2 separate regions of the Ovis aries genome follow, and region 1 is linked to region 2. A link is a contact called in public Hi-C data. All regions are on one chromosome and are shown on one strand. Each heading gives the region's core, a stretch centred on a gene start, on an enhancer-like site or on the middle of the called end of the contact. The rest is flanking DNA. Distances are from core to core; before and after follow the strand shown.

Region 1 (6,346 bases), core at 2,214-4,713, 820 kb after region 2:
CAGATTCCATCGCTCCCTGAGTGTCAGAGGCATTCACTAAGGAGGCCTTGTGAGGTCCATGCTTCAAGCTGAGAGACTCCATCCATTCTCTGTCACCCAATATGGATGTTCCCAAACTCCCCAGAACAGAAGCTGGGCCCCCCGTCTCAGACCAGGTGCCCTCCAGGGCTGGGGCCTTGTTTCTCCCCTGACTGGGGGCTCCCCAGGGACGGAGACCCTGTCTGCCTCTATCACCCCACAGTCCCAAGCCCTGGGCCATGGAAACTAAAAGCCAGTGAAGTCCAGAAAAGCTGTCCTTCCCTCTTCAGTACCACCCAACTTCCTAGGTCCTGATCCCCGCTGCTCACCCAGCCGCCCCCAAACACAATGCTAGAACAGCCTCCCAGTGCCCCCTGCCCCAGCCTTGGGGGCTGGTGAACTTCCCATCCATCCCCTGCCAAGAAAGATGCCCTGCTGCCCTCCTCCCTACCAGGACAGAAGGGTCTTCTCATAACCACCCCCCTGAAACCTTCCCACAGCCCAGCTGGCCCAGGAGGGCTTTCTTGCTCAGACCCACACTCTTAAGAGTCCCTTGGACAGCAAGGAGATCAAACCAGTCAATCCAAAAGAACTCAGTCCTGAATATTCATTGGAAGGACTGATGTTGAAGCTGAAAGCTCCAATACTTTGGCCACCTGATGGGAAGAACTGATTCATTGGAAAAGACCCTGATGCTGGGAAAGATTGAAGGCGGGAGGAGAAGGGGACGACAGAGGATGAGAAAGTTGGATAGCATCACTGACTCGATGGACATGAGTTTGGGAGACGGTGAAGGACATGGGAAGCCTGGAGTGCTGCAGTCCATGGGGTCACAAAGAGTCAGACACGACTTAGCGACTGAACAATAACACTCTTCCCTGTGACCCACCTGACCCGTCTCTACCTTCTGCTTGCTACCAAGTCTAAGGGGCTGGGGCCACACTATCCAAGGCTGCTGGGCGACAGCCCTGGCTCCCCCGAGCTTGAAAAGGGAGGGAAGGGTCTCTAAGCTCAGGGGCCCTGCTGCCGCCTCCCCCTGCCTGTCTTCCCACCTTCCCCTCCCCAGGCTTCTCCCCAGCCAGGCATGCAGGCCCAGGGTGGGGTGCGGCCTTGGCAGGACAAAGAGTCTCTATTGTCAGGTGTTGTGCCTCGGTTACCAAGGAGGGAGGCTGGGGCTGGCTCCGCGCCTTGTTTGGGCCCCAGGCTGAACGCGAGGGTGGGGAGGGAAGGCAGAGGATTTGGGGTGTGGAGCTCAGGCCCTGCTCCCAGCGCCTGCGGGCAGGGAGGGCCCGCTGGGACTTGCAGCCACCTGGGCCAATTCAGACTTGCCTCCGCCCTAGCTTTCTGCTGGCTCTGGGACACGCCAGCCAGGTGGAGCCAGCTGGGGGCAGGGGCCCCAGCACCGCAGACACTGGCATGTCCTGATGCCCAGGACTGACTCTGTACCATCCAGCACTCGGGCCAGCCCTGGGAGAGGGTCCCAGGACTCTGGGTCAAGTCACCACCTCTCTTGGATCTCAGTTTCCTCATCTGTCAGAAACTGGCCTAGGTGGTCCCTGAGAAGGCTCCCTCGTTCTGTTTGTCCACCAGGAGCTGAGCTGGCTTGAACCAGGGGTACACGAGCAGGGCTGTGGGCAAGGGACTCACAGCTGGCAGGGAGGCCCTGTTTCCGAGGGCTTCCTATACAACTGCTTAGGCCACTGCCTGGCCCAGGGCTGGCACCCCCAAGTGCCAGCGGGTGGCTGAAGACTGAAGCCCAGGGCTGTGCTCAGGAGTGGTGTCAGAGGGGAGGGGGCCCCCTGGCCTCTAGTCTGAGGGCCGGGGCTACCCTTTCTCCCTCTCCCAGCAATGGCCAAGCAACCGCCCAAAGAATCCTGCCCTGACCTTCAGTGACTCCTCCCCAGCCCCTGCCCCGCAGACAAAGGGCAGCTTCGACCATTAGAACGGGAGCACTGACCATGTGCTCGTGAGGATTTCCAGGGCAGCGGAACGACACACGGTTTTGGAAATCCTGAAACACATGCTCAGATGCGCATGACTGTGTGCCTGGCTCTGTGCTGGAGGTTGGGAGGCTGGACCGAGGCCCCACAGCCTGGCGCAGGAGGCTGTGGGCATCGTGGACGGCCCATGGGGCCAGGGCAGGGCAGGTTTCAGGGGAAGCGGGAGGAGAAGCTGAGGACGGAGAGGGAGGGGAAGGGGCCTAAGGATGTGGATAGACAGCCATGCCAAAAAGAACACGATGAGTGTGGCATTTGGAGGTGAGGGTGTGAAAGTGAGGCCAAGAGACCAGCAGGCAGGTGAGGAGCTGGTCTCCAAGGGCTTGTGACCAGGCTGAGATACTGAGAGTGGGGGGCATCGCAGGGGGAGGGGAAGGACCTGACCTCAGGAGGGAGGGACCCATGTTCCCTCAAGCAGACACCTTCTGGGGGCCCTGACCCAGGCTCTGGACACTCCCCTGCCCCGGAAATCCCAAAACCTAGGCCTTTGCTTTGGATAAACACATGAGCTAATGCCCTTCTAATCCAGACCTGCCCTCCAAAGCCTGAAGTTTGCAAAACAGAGAAAAGAGGCTTGTTCATGCAAGTGTGCCAGCTGCTGGGCACTGGGCTGCTGGGAGGGGGGGACGTACACGCAGGGCTGACCTAGCTGGAGGCAGAGGGTCGTGGGCAGGGATACCCCCTAGGCTGGAGGGGGAGCCTCATTCAGATGCCCCAGGGCTAGGGTCCGGGGTGTGGTCAGTGCAGGGGGCTGGGTCCCCAGGGAGTGGAGGCCCCCCAGCAGCAGCTGCTCTGCTTTGCTGCTGGCACAAAGAATCCTGAAGAAGCCAGACGTCTGCCCACTTAGGAAGCTGGAACTCAGGATTTGACTGAAAAGCCTCCCGATCTTTTAAATGTAGAAACTATTATAGCAAAATAACATTCTGGGCAGTTCAAACACAGCATGGATGTGAGAGAGTTCCAGGGGCCTGAAGGACAATGGAACCCAATGGCCTCCTTGACCAAGCAGTCCACTGAGGCCCAGAGAGGGAACGGGCCTGCAGACAAGGATCAAGTTGGGCCAAACCCAGGCCCCTGACTCTCCCAAGCTCACCCTAGCACCCCCAGCCACCTCCCAGGGAATCCCAGGAACAGCAGCACAGACCTTCCCACCACTCACCTGACCCTACCACACAGACCCCAGCCCCTTGAGGGGGAGGAGCTGTGCCCCTCACTAACCACCCCCCAGCCTGCCTTGGCACCCTGCCCTGCTGGGTCCCAAGATGCCCCATACTCTTCAGACCTCAGAGCTGCAGAATTGTTCTCCCACCTATAGACAAGGGAAACTGAAGCTAGAGAGGCCAGACCACTGCCCAGTTTTCCTCAGTGACAAGTTCCAGGCAGTAGGGAGGGGGCTCTATGCCAGCCTGCAGGAATCTGCAACTTGGGCCCCACTGGGAGGGCTGACTTGCAGGGTGGGGAGAGCAGGGGTGAGTCAGAGGCAGAGCTGGGCAGGTTCAGAGCGGCCCGAGCACAGGGCCAAGTCCAGAGAAATCAGAGACTCCCTGTGCCTGAAACGGGGGCTCTGCAGGGGCCCGGACACCCTGAAGGTGAGGGGTGAACATACCAGACAGGAGGAGGTGCCAACCCCAGCTAGTGGGAGCAGCAGCAAGAAGCTGGGGTGCTGAGGACCCAGAATGGCAGCGGCCCCCCATGCCAGGGACCCCTCTCTCCCTTCTGGCACTTTCTGCCCTCCCCACCCTTAGCCCACTTCTAACCCTGGGCCACAGCCAGGTGTGTTAATGCTGGCCTTCTTGGGGGGCAGCAGTAAGAAGAAATACCCCACACACACATTGTCTGGTGCCCTAAGGCCTTGGAGGTCACCCCAAGAATGTTGAGGAATCACGTTCATGCTGAGATGTTCCACACCTGCTCTGTGCAGGTCCCAGGCTAGGAGACACGGATGAATGGCCATGGGCCTGATGTCAGGGAGCCCCAGCCCACAGGAAGAGTGGGAACCAAAACCCCATGGAGCAGCCAGGGCCTTACCAGCTGCCAATGGGAAGAGGAGCATTCCTAGTGGCTAATATGCACAGGATTCTTCTAGACATTCAATCTGGTCTTCTTTCAAAAAAAAATACACATACAGAGCAGGTCATAAAATAACCCCTCCATGTGCTATTATCACACATTAAAATTACCCTGTTAATAGATAAAATGCAAATAGAACTCAATGAAAACTTTCCTTTCTTAAAGACATGTGAAAAGCAAAGTTCGAGGATTTAGAATGCTAGACATCCCAAAATATAGACTTTCTTTAAAAGCTTTTTTTTATTATTATTATTTTTAACTTTACAATATTGTATTAGTTTTGCCATACATCAACATAAATCCACCACGGGTGTACACGTGTTCCCAATCCTGAACCCCTCCCACCTCCCTCCCCATACCATTCCTCTGGGTCATCTAAGAAACAAAGCGCCAGTCTAGGTTCAATGCAGGATACAAAAGCTTTTTTTTTTTAATGTGGAGCATTTTTTAAGTCCTTGTGGAATTTGTTACAATATCACTTCTGTTTTACCTTTTGGTTTTTTGGCCATGGAGTATGCGGGATCTTAGTTCCCCAACCAGAGATCGAACCCACAACGCCTGCATTGGAAGGTGAAGTCTTAACCACTGAACCTCCAGGGAAGACCTTAGACATATTTTTAATATAAATAATCAGAGGGACAGACATAGTGTAGATGCTTAGTCCAAAAAGTGAACTTTTCTAAATTATATTATTGCCATACTTCTTACATGGTAAATGTAAAATAAATATTGAGTAAATCAGTTAAAAAAAATGTAGAGGAATGAAAGAAAGAAAAATGCACGTATAATCTCTGTGCAGCTCAGTGAATTTTCACAAAGTGAAACCAGCACCTGTATAACCAGCACCCGTATAACCGGCACCCAGATAACAAAACAATTTGAACATCTCCCAGAGCCCCCCACCATCCATCCCATGCTCTCTTCCAAGTACTAACCCCCCCACCCCAGGTAGGCATTACTAACAGCAGAGACTCATAGGACTGCTTTTGCGCTTCACATGATTGGGCTCATAATACAGCTCCCTTTATGTTTACTTGCTCAACATTATGTCTGCAAGGTCCTCTCACTGCTGGAGAGAATCCTGCTGTCTGAACACATGTGTGTGGGACTGCGACAGAGCATGGGAAAGGGCATTCAAAGCGGGGGAACCTGGTGGGGAGGCAGGGCGAAGGTAAGGAGGTGAGAAACAGCCCTGGGGGAATTTGAGGGGGAGGAAGCCAGGGAGGTGAGAAACAGCCCTGCCCCCAGCCTTGCTCCCATAGCAAGTGTCCAGAGCTTGGAGAAACTCGCAGGCACTCATTCTGATCCAAAGAGGGTCAGTGCTTAATGCCAGACCTGCTCCCAGGATGTGCCTCAGCCAGGAGCTAGGCGTGGGTCTGCAGCCCAAGGCCTCCACAGCATCCTGGCCCTGTGTCCCATCCACTGCTCCAGATTCCAGCCTGCTCCAACCCCACCTACCACTGCCCCCCACTCCTCCACCTGCAAGAAGACGAAAGGCACCAGAGACAAAGTAACCACGAGCAAGTAATATGCAAATGAACGAGACTCCCTGTATCTCCCCGGACAGTGGCCAGCGGGAGTGAGAGCCAGACCTCCAAGCTCCAAGTGGACAGACCAACCCCTCCCACTGACTCAGTCTTCCCACTAGCGCCTGGGATACACAAGCCCCACCCCCAAACCTTTACCCCAAAGCTCTAGTCTCCTGCGCTTCCTTCACCTACTAACTCGACTCTGAGTCATGGGGGCCTGCAGTATGGTGGCCCTGAGGTGGGCTCAGCCCCTGCCTTCCAGGACACAAACACAACCAAGAGCTGGCCTCAGGATGGCGATTCTCAGCCTTGAAATCACCTGGAGACTGGGGAACTCAGCAGTTCTGGGTGTGGTCCGAGACTCTGCGTTTCTGGCCAGCTCCCAGGGGATGCTGAAGCTCCTGATCCCAAGATACACTGCAAATAGCCAGTAGTATAGAAGTGTGTACCATGATGCCCCCAGGAACACAAAGGGGGCTCGGAGAAACGCAGGCAGGAGAGCAGTTAGGAAGCAGCAGGCCAGGATCAAATCTCAGTCCTGACCTGACTCTCGGTGAGCATGTGTCTCCCCATCCCAGAGCTCACAGTCCTGAGCCAAAAGGTGCCCACGCATAACAATTGACGGGACTTGCCTGGTGGTCCAGTGGTTAAGACTCCACACTTCCAATGCAGGGGACCAGGTTCGATTCCTCGTCAGGGAACTAAAAGCCCATATACAGCAACTAGAGAAGC
Region 2 (6,696 bases), core at 1,453-3,952:
CTTTCACCTCCTTGCAAACCCATTTGTTCTGGATAACTTAAATTCATTTTCCTCTAAATATCAGAGTTATGTATACTGTTTGTTAAGCATTTTAAAATGTTCAAAAGAAGAAATAGTCTTCAAACCCCTTGATTAATTTCCAAGAGATAACCACTCCAACAATTTAGTATGTACAATACTTTCCAGACCTTTCTCTAGCACCCCCCCCAACAATATGTGCATATAAAAGTTAAAATTTACATCAGTAAAAATTTAGATTTTAAAATAATCATAATGATATGCTTGCCTTTGTTTTCTGATCCTGTACCTGGGCTTTTTCTTATGAGTAGTTTTCCTTTAAGAAAGACCTCTCATTTCTGCAATTGATTAATTGCTGAGTCCAAAAGGACCTTTCCTGTTGGTGTTGAACTAGGGCATGTGGTGCAGTGAATGATGCCTGAAGTTTCATGATAAGAATTCTTGCTAATTGCATTTCTTGGCAGTGAGGGTGGAGTAAGGAGAATTTAAATAATCAGAAACCTAAAGCTTCCTTTGCCAATTGAAGAGTATAGAATATTCTAAGATTTTATCTGAATAGTATTGTGATTTTTGAATTTGCTGGCTGTTCCAGGAGATGTTCACTGTTGGTGTGTTAGTGGCAAATTTTGTGAAATCACTGATTTTTTTTTTGAAAGGTAGATTCCGCTGCCCCTCCAACCCCCGCCACAGTATTACCTTAAGAGCAGCTAATTTCCCCCAGAATGAGCAATCCAAGAGACCAAGTCAGACAAAAATGCTTTTATGACCTAACCTTGGAAGGTATACAGTCACTTCTTCAGCAGGTCTGCTGTATTCATTGTGGGAGGGGAAAATGCTCAGGGGCCTCTGTAATAGGAGGTGAGGCTCCCTGGGGCCATCTTGGAGGAACCACAAGGAGTAATCAACATAGGTGGTTACCTTATCTGTTTACTTCACTGAGGTATAATTGATACCTAGTATTATTGGAGAAGGCAATGGCACCCCACTCCAGTACTCTTGCGTGGAAAATCCCATGGATGGAGGAGCCTGGTGGGCTACAGTCCATGGGGTCGCTAAGAGTTGGAGACGACTGAGTGACTTCACTTTCACTTTTCACTTTCATGCATTGGAGAAGGAAATGGCAACCCACTCCAGCGTTCTTGCCTGGAGAATCCCAGGGACAGGGGAGCCTGGTGGGCTGCCGTCCATGGGGTCACACAGAGTCGGACATGACTAAAGCGACTTAGCAGCAGCAGCAGCAGCAATATTATAATAACAGTTTTAGGTATACAATGTAGTGATTTAATATTTCTATATATATTGGGAAATGGTGACTGCAATGAGTCTAGTTAACATCCATCCACAGATGGTTACTTTAAAGCCATGAGATTAGATGAGATCACCTAGGGAATAAGAGTAGAGAGAGAAGATAGCAGGATTAAGTCAGCACTAAGAGGTCACAAAGAAGAGTCAGAGAAAGCCTCCAGGGAGGTGATGCCTTTGGGAGCCCAGTGGAGAAAATATTTCCAAAGAAGAGAAGGCTGAGAAACTACGATAATAGTTAAGAAATGATCACCAGATTTATACCTATGCAAAACCCATTTCTCCTTGGAAGTGAAGTGAAGTCGCTCAGTCGTGTCCAACTTTTTGCGACCCCATGGACTGTAGCCTACCAGGCTCCATCCATAGGATTTTCCAAGCAAGAATACAGGAGTGGGTTGCCATTCCTTCTCCAGAGGATTTTCCTGACCCAGGGATTGAACCGGGTCTCCTGCATTGCAGGCAGATGCTTTACCATCTGAGCCACCAACAAAGGAGTCTGCTTGGAGTCTCACACAATTCAGGTGTAGTTGTAAGCAAAACAGGTGTTGTTTAAAACGGTAACTATTTGCAGCCACTTTTGAGTACCAGAAAGTAGCCTCATGTATTATTTGTGGGTGATAGAGCTTGTGCAGGGAAGACCTTGATAATCTTTTTGGGTCTGAACAGTAAGGTTCTCCTAGAGTTAGATCTGGAAAGTGAGGGCTGGAGAATTGAGCTGCCATCCACAATAAAGGAAGAAGAATGGAGTATCCAAGACCGCTAGTGAATTTAAAAGAAAGTGTGACTTCAGAACGCTGCATACGAAGCGTGTCAGCTGAGAATGACCAAATAACTAACCTTCCATGGGCTTTTGCACGCAGCACTGGAATTCCTCCAGGCCTGTACGACCCTCTTCTCTCCATTCTGCTCCTCTGACACGCCTTGCTCATCAGTTCCCCTGGTTTCTCCATAGGATTTTGGTTACACACAAAAAGCAATCATAAGACAAAAATACTGAGTACTTGCTAGGTTCCAGGGACTGTTCCTACTGTTTTATGTACACTACCTCATTTAATTTTCACAAAGCCGCCCCACTATAAGAATAGGAAACTGAGGCATGCAAGAGGTTAAGTTACTTGCTATTAAGTATTAAGGTCAGAATTTGAAATCAGTCCGGCTTCAGAGATTTGGCTCTTAATCAGTAAATTTCGCTCGTGTTTTCCTTTTAGGGTTTTGAATTTGGCAACTCAGACTGAACCAGTCTGAATCACCATCTACTCAGGCTTAGACTTTGGCCATCTTCTGCCCTAGCCAAGAACTTGACATCTGTTATTGACTTGTGGGTCTGACCCACCCCAATAGAAACCCCACCCTGGGCCTTGCTGGTGCCAGATAGGAGAAAGGCCATCAAAGCAATGTGTGTTCATGTCCCTATGCCCTTTCATACATGTTTCTTCTGTTCCCTTTCTCCCTTCTCTGCCTGGTTGGTTTCTGTATGAAGTCTTTGGTTGCCTCATCACAAATTTTTCTTTTTCCTTCTAGTGTCCTTTGATCTTCTATCCACCCTGTCTCAGCTTATCACCATTCCTGGTAGATGTCTATCTCTGCCCTCAATCTCAGTTGTGAGCTTCTCCAGGCAAGGACTATACCTCTCCAGTCTGGCACACTATGAGGGTTCAATAAGAGTTTCTCGACTGAATGAAAGAAGGTGCTGGAAAATGAACAGAACAAATGTTATACCCTGCAGTGAACAATACTTTTTCTTTTTTGTAACCTTGATGGGCTGATGTAAAAAGGAAAGAACTATAAGAATCTTTTTTGTTGTTGTTAATTATTCTAAGTGCGTGCTTCTTTATTTTTTTGATGTGGACCATTTTTAAAGTCTATTGAATTTGTTACATTATTGCTTCTGTTGTTTATGTTCTGGATTTTTGGCCATGAGACATGAGGGATCTTAGCTCCTGACCGGGGATCAAACCTGCACCCCCTGCTTTTGAAGGTAAAGTCCCAACCACTGGACTGCCAGGGAAGTCCCAAGAATCTTCTTAACTTAATCTCCAGCCTCAACATCTTTAGCTCAGTGTTTATCGACTTCATCAGTAGTATTTCACAAACCTCTCTCTGTGCCCTTGACTGTATTGTTGGTGTCAAGAAGGTACACATTTCACATTATTACCATTCACCTTTTATTAAAAGTAACTTTATTAAAACAGTACTACTTGATTAAGGTGTGATGATTAAAAATATGTTCTAGGTCACTAGAATAAAGTTTATTAAAGGACTACCTCAGGTCCAGAAAGATGTAAGGCAATTTTGATTTGCTATTGAGATCCACATTTCCACAATGATTTGTAATTAAAGTTTGTTTCGAAGGCCAAGGGAAAAAAAAAAAAGACTCAAAGTTAATAGGGAATCCAAAGAAAATGAAACAAACAGAAGCAGAGATTGAACTAATATATCATCTTACTCTAAAAGGAATAATTTCTACTTCTAAATGTCTTGTTCCTAAGGAACTAATCATGGGGCAGATCTTGTGAAATTTTACATCAGTTCTTCAATTTCCTTAACTTGGGTCGAGACCACCTCACCATTCACTACTTCCTGCACAATTGTCTTGATTTTCCGGGCTTTGTTAGGGTCTAAAAATTAAACATGGAACAAACAGAGCAAAAGTCAGTGCTTCAAATATTCATCTAACATTTGTTGTTTAACTTAGGCTTCTAAATTAGGTATTCACTGATACAGTCAACGGAATTTAAACTTTCAGGTGTGACCTCTTCATTCTAAACAAAATCCATTTTATTTAATAAAATGTTTTCAGTGTTGTCTTATGTACAAATGAAAATGATTTCCTTTTTAAACACTTAAAAATTGTTTACGATTCTCACAATACCTGTTTGTAGAGTAGATTTTTTTTTCCCTTCCTGAACTTGCTGAAAGTTTTAACCCTGTGCAGACTACTCAGTTTATCTGCAGGAATGCATAAATATTTTTTCTTGGCTCCAAATACAAATATACTTCAAATATACACTGCTATAATCTTACAGATTTGGTCATTAATAGATGTGATTCTGACTTGTTCTACATGATTCCTAGGGAATCTGCATACCTTTAGAGGAATCAGTTGATGGTGTTTGAGATGTGGAGGCTGTCACATAAGAACTTTCCACCAGAGAGTCACTGTAAAGAAAACAAGGGAGTTGATATCACATGATGCTTTCTGGAATGAGAAGGAAGAAGGAATTTGCTGTTTGGGCTTTTAAAGTGGCCAATGAGAGAAGGTATTCTAAATTTCTTGATTAAGAATGATGGAGTGATGCATCCTGAGAGTAATCAGTGGTGCAGCTACCTTTGTTTTCAAACCCTGTCTAAAAAGGGTTCTTGAAGTGAAGCCAACTGACAATTAATGGAAGATGTGGTTTCCCAATTTATGATCCTGAATTCTTCCCACCAGTCCAGGCTGCTGTTACTTTTGGAAAGTTCCCTACAGTAGTTTCAAGGTGGTTGCATGGCTGATATTTGATGTGTCGTTCTTAGCATTAAAATCAGAACTCTACTGGCCGATTGTTCTAATACACGTCTGCAGTATGCCTCTGTCTGTGGCGCCATTTTTCATCCCAGCATTTTATGAACTTTTATCAAGGAAGATAATGGTGACAACACTTTGCAAAGTGTAGAGCATTTAATAATGCTAAGGCATACTAGACATGCGAGACTCATTTGCGCCAGACTATTTGCAACCCCATGGACTGTAGCACACCAGGCTCCTCTGTCCATGGGATTTCCCAAGCAAGAATGCTGGAGTAGGTTGCCAAGTCCTCATCCAGGGGATCTTCCCCACTCAGGAATAGAACCTGCATTGAAGGTGATTCTTTACCGTGGAGCCACCTAGGAACCCCTAGGTCTTTACCAGATGTGTTCTTTTCTGTCAACTAAAGACCCCTTCCCGATTCTGTTGCCCTTAAACCGCATCTGGTGTCCACTGTTGGTCAGCCATTGAGGTTATTTTCAATCCCAGTTATCTATTTACCCTTGGGCCTCGCCGTCCAGTAGGCGGCGGTAGGTCTCGATTTCCAGCTCCAGGCGAGCCTTGACGTTCAGCAGCCGCTGGTAGTCGGCGCTCTGGCGCTCGGCGTCGGCGCGCACCTGCAGCAGCTGCTCCTCCAGGCTGCCGATGAGCTGCTGCACCTGGGACAGCTGGCTGCAGTAGTCGCCCTCGGTTTCAGCCAGCGAGTCATCCAGGGATTTCTTCTGCACGTGGGAGAGAAACGGCACAAACGTAACAATGGAGGGCACCGAAATGCGGAAGGCTGCCAATGGCCCGTCTTACTCATTTGGATGCATCTCTTGGCACGCGCCCTACCATGGCGAGCTGGGACTGGAGCTCGATCTCCAGGTTTTGAAGCGCGCGCCGCAGGTCGGTGACCTCGCTCTTGCTGGACTGAAGCTGCTCCGTGTTACTGCTGATTTCCTTCCTGAGCTCCCCGCTCTGCCGCAACAAAGAGGGGTGAGGGGACGTGAGTCAGCCCTGCTCCCCTTTAATACAAGCGTATCCACACCTTTTGCTTTTGTTCCGTTCGGTTCAATCGCTCAGTCATGTCCGACTCTTTGCGACCCCATGAATCGCAGCAAGCCAGGCCTCCCTGTCCAACTCCCGGAGTTCACTCAGACTCGCTTCCATTGTTTTTGTTAGCAGTACCTTTTCAATGAACCAGGCCTCCGCATCCTTCCGGTTCTGCTCAGCGATGGTTTCATACTGCGCCCGCATGTCGTTGAGGAGCCTGGTGAGGTCCACTCCGGGGGCAGCGTCCATTTCTACGCTGACCTGGCCTGGGCCACCGGCCTGGCAGCTTTGGAGCTCCTGGGGAGAGAGGGAGAGAGGGTGAGAGGGGCGAAGGGGCCCACTGTGACTTTCGTGGGCCTCTTCATCCACAAAAATAGGAAACATTACCTTTTACAACTGCGTTGGTTTAAAGACAAACCAGTTAATACAAACTATTCAAACATCTTTTATCTAAACATTAGTAGCTTTCTTCTGATTTTTGAAAGAGCTTGAGATGGGCCTTGGTAGGCTGCAGTCCATGGGGTCGTGAAGAGTTGGACACGACTGAACGACTTCACCTTCACTTTTCACTTTCATGCATTGGAGAAGGAAATGGCAACCCATGCCAGTGTTCTTGCCTGGAGAATCCCAGGGATCGGGCAGCCTGGTGGGCTGCCGTCTCTGGGGTCGCACAGAGTCGGACATGACTGAAGTGACTTAGCAGCAGCAGCAGCAGCAGCAGCAGCAGCAGAGATGGGCCCCTAAACTCACTGAGGGTCCTTGGTGCTGTGCCTGATGGATGAGCTGGCCCTGCTTTTTGGGGCTCCATGGCCTTCACAAGATGGGAAGGCCTG

The links. Hi-C and Micro-C count contacts between places; a contact is called where the count stands out from the background.
Region 1: a Hi-C map of tail adipose tissue shows a contact between it and region 2, with 3 times the contacts expected there. The contact joins two enhancer-like sites. A contact is called at or near these places in 2 of 16 Hi-C or Micro-C datasets (omental adipose tissue and tail adipose tissue).

Annotation. Positions count from the first base shown.
Region 1 is chr11:41,608,533-41,614,878 of ARS-UI_Ramb_v3.0, forward strand. No RefSeq gene overlaps it. Among named protein-coding and RNA genes, the nearest start is that of KRT17, 30 kb to the left of the region's middle. Within about 2 kb of position 3,464, at least 4 of the 54 cell types and tissues checked have an H3K27ac peak or open chromatin away from gene starts, as enhancers often do.
Region 2 is chr11:40,790,934-40,797,629 of ARS-UI_Ramb_v3.0, forward strand. KRT12 (keratin 12) reads right to left here. Exons shown (of 8, transcript XM_012186076.4): 4 at 5,999-6,160; 5 at 5,663-5,788; 6 at 5,330-5,550; 7 at 4,409-4,479; 8 at 3,462-3,938. The coding sequence ends at 3,841. Among named protein-coding and RNA genes, the nearest start is that of KRT12, 6.7 kb to the right of the region's middle. Within about 2 kb of position 2,703, at least 7 of the 54 cell types and tissues checked have an H3K27ac peak or open chromatin away from gene starts, as enhancers often do.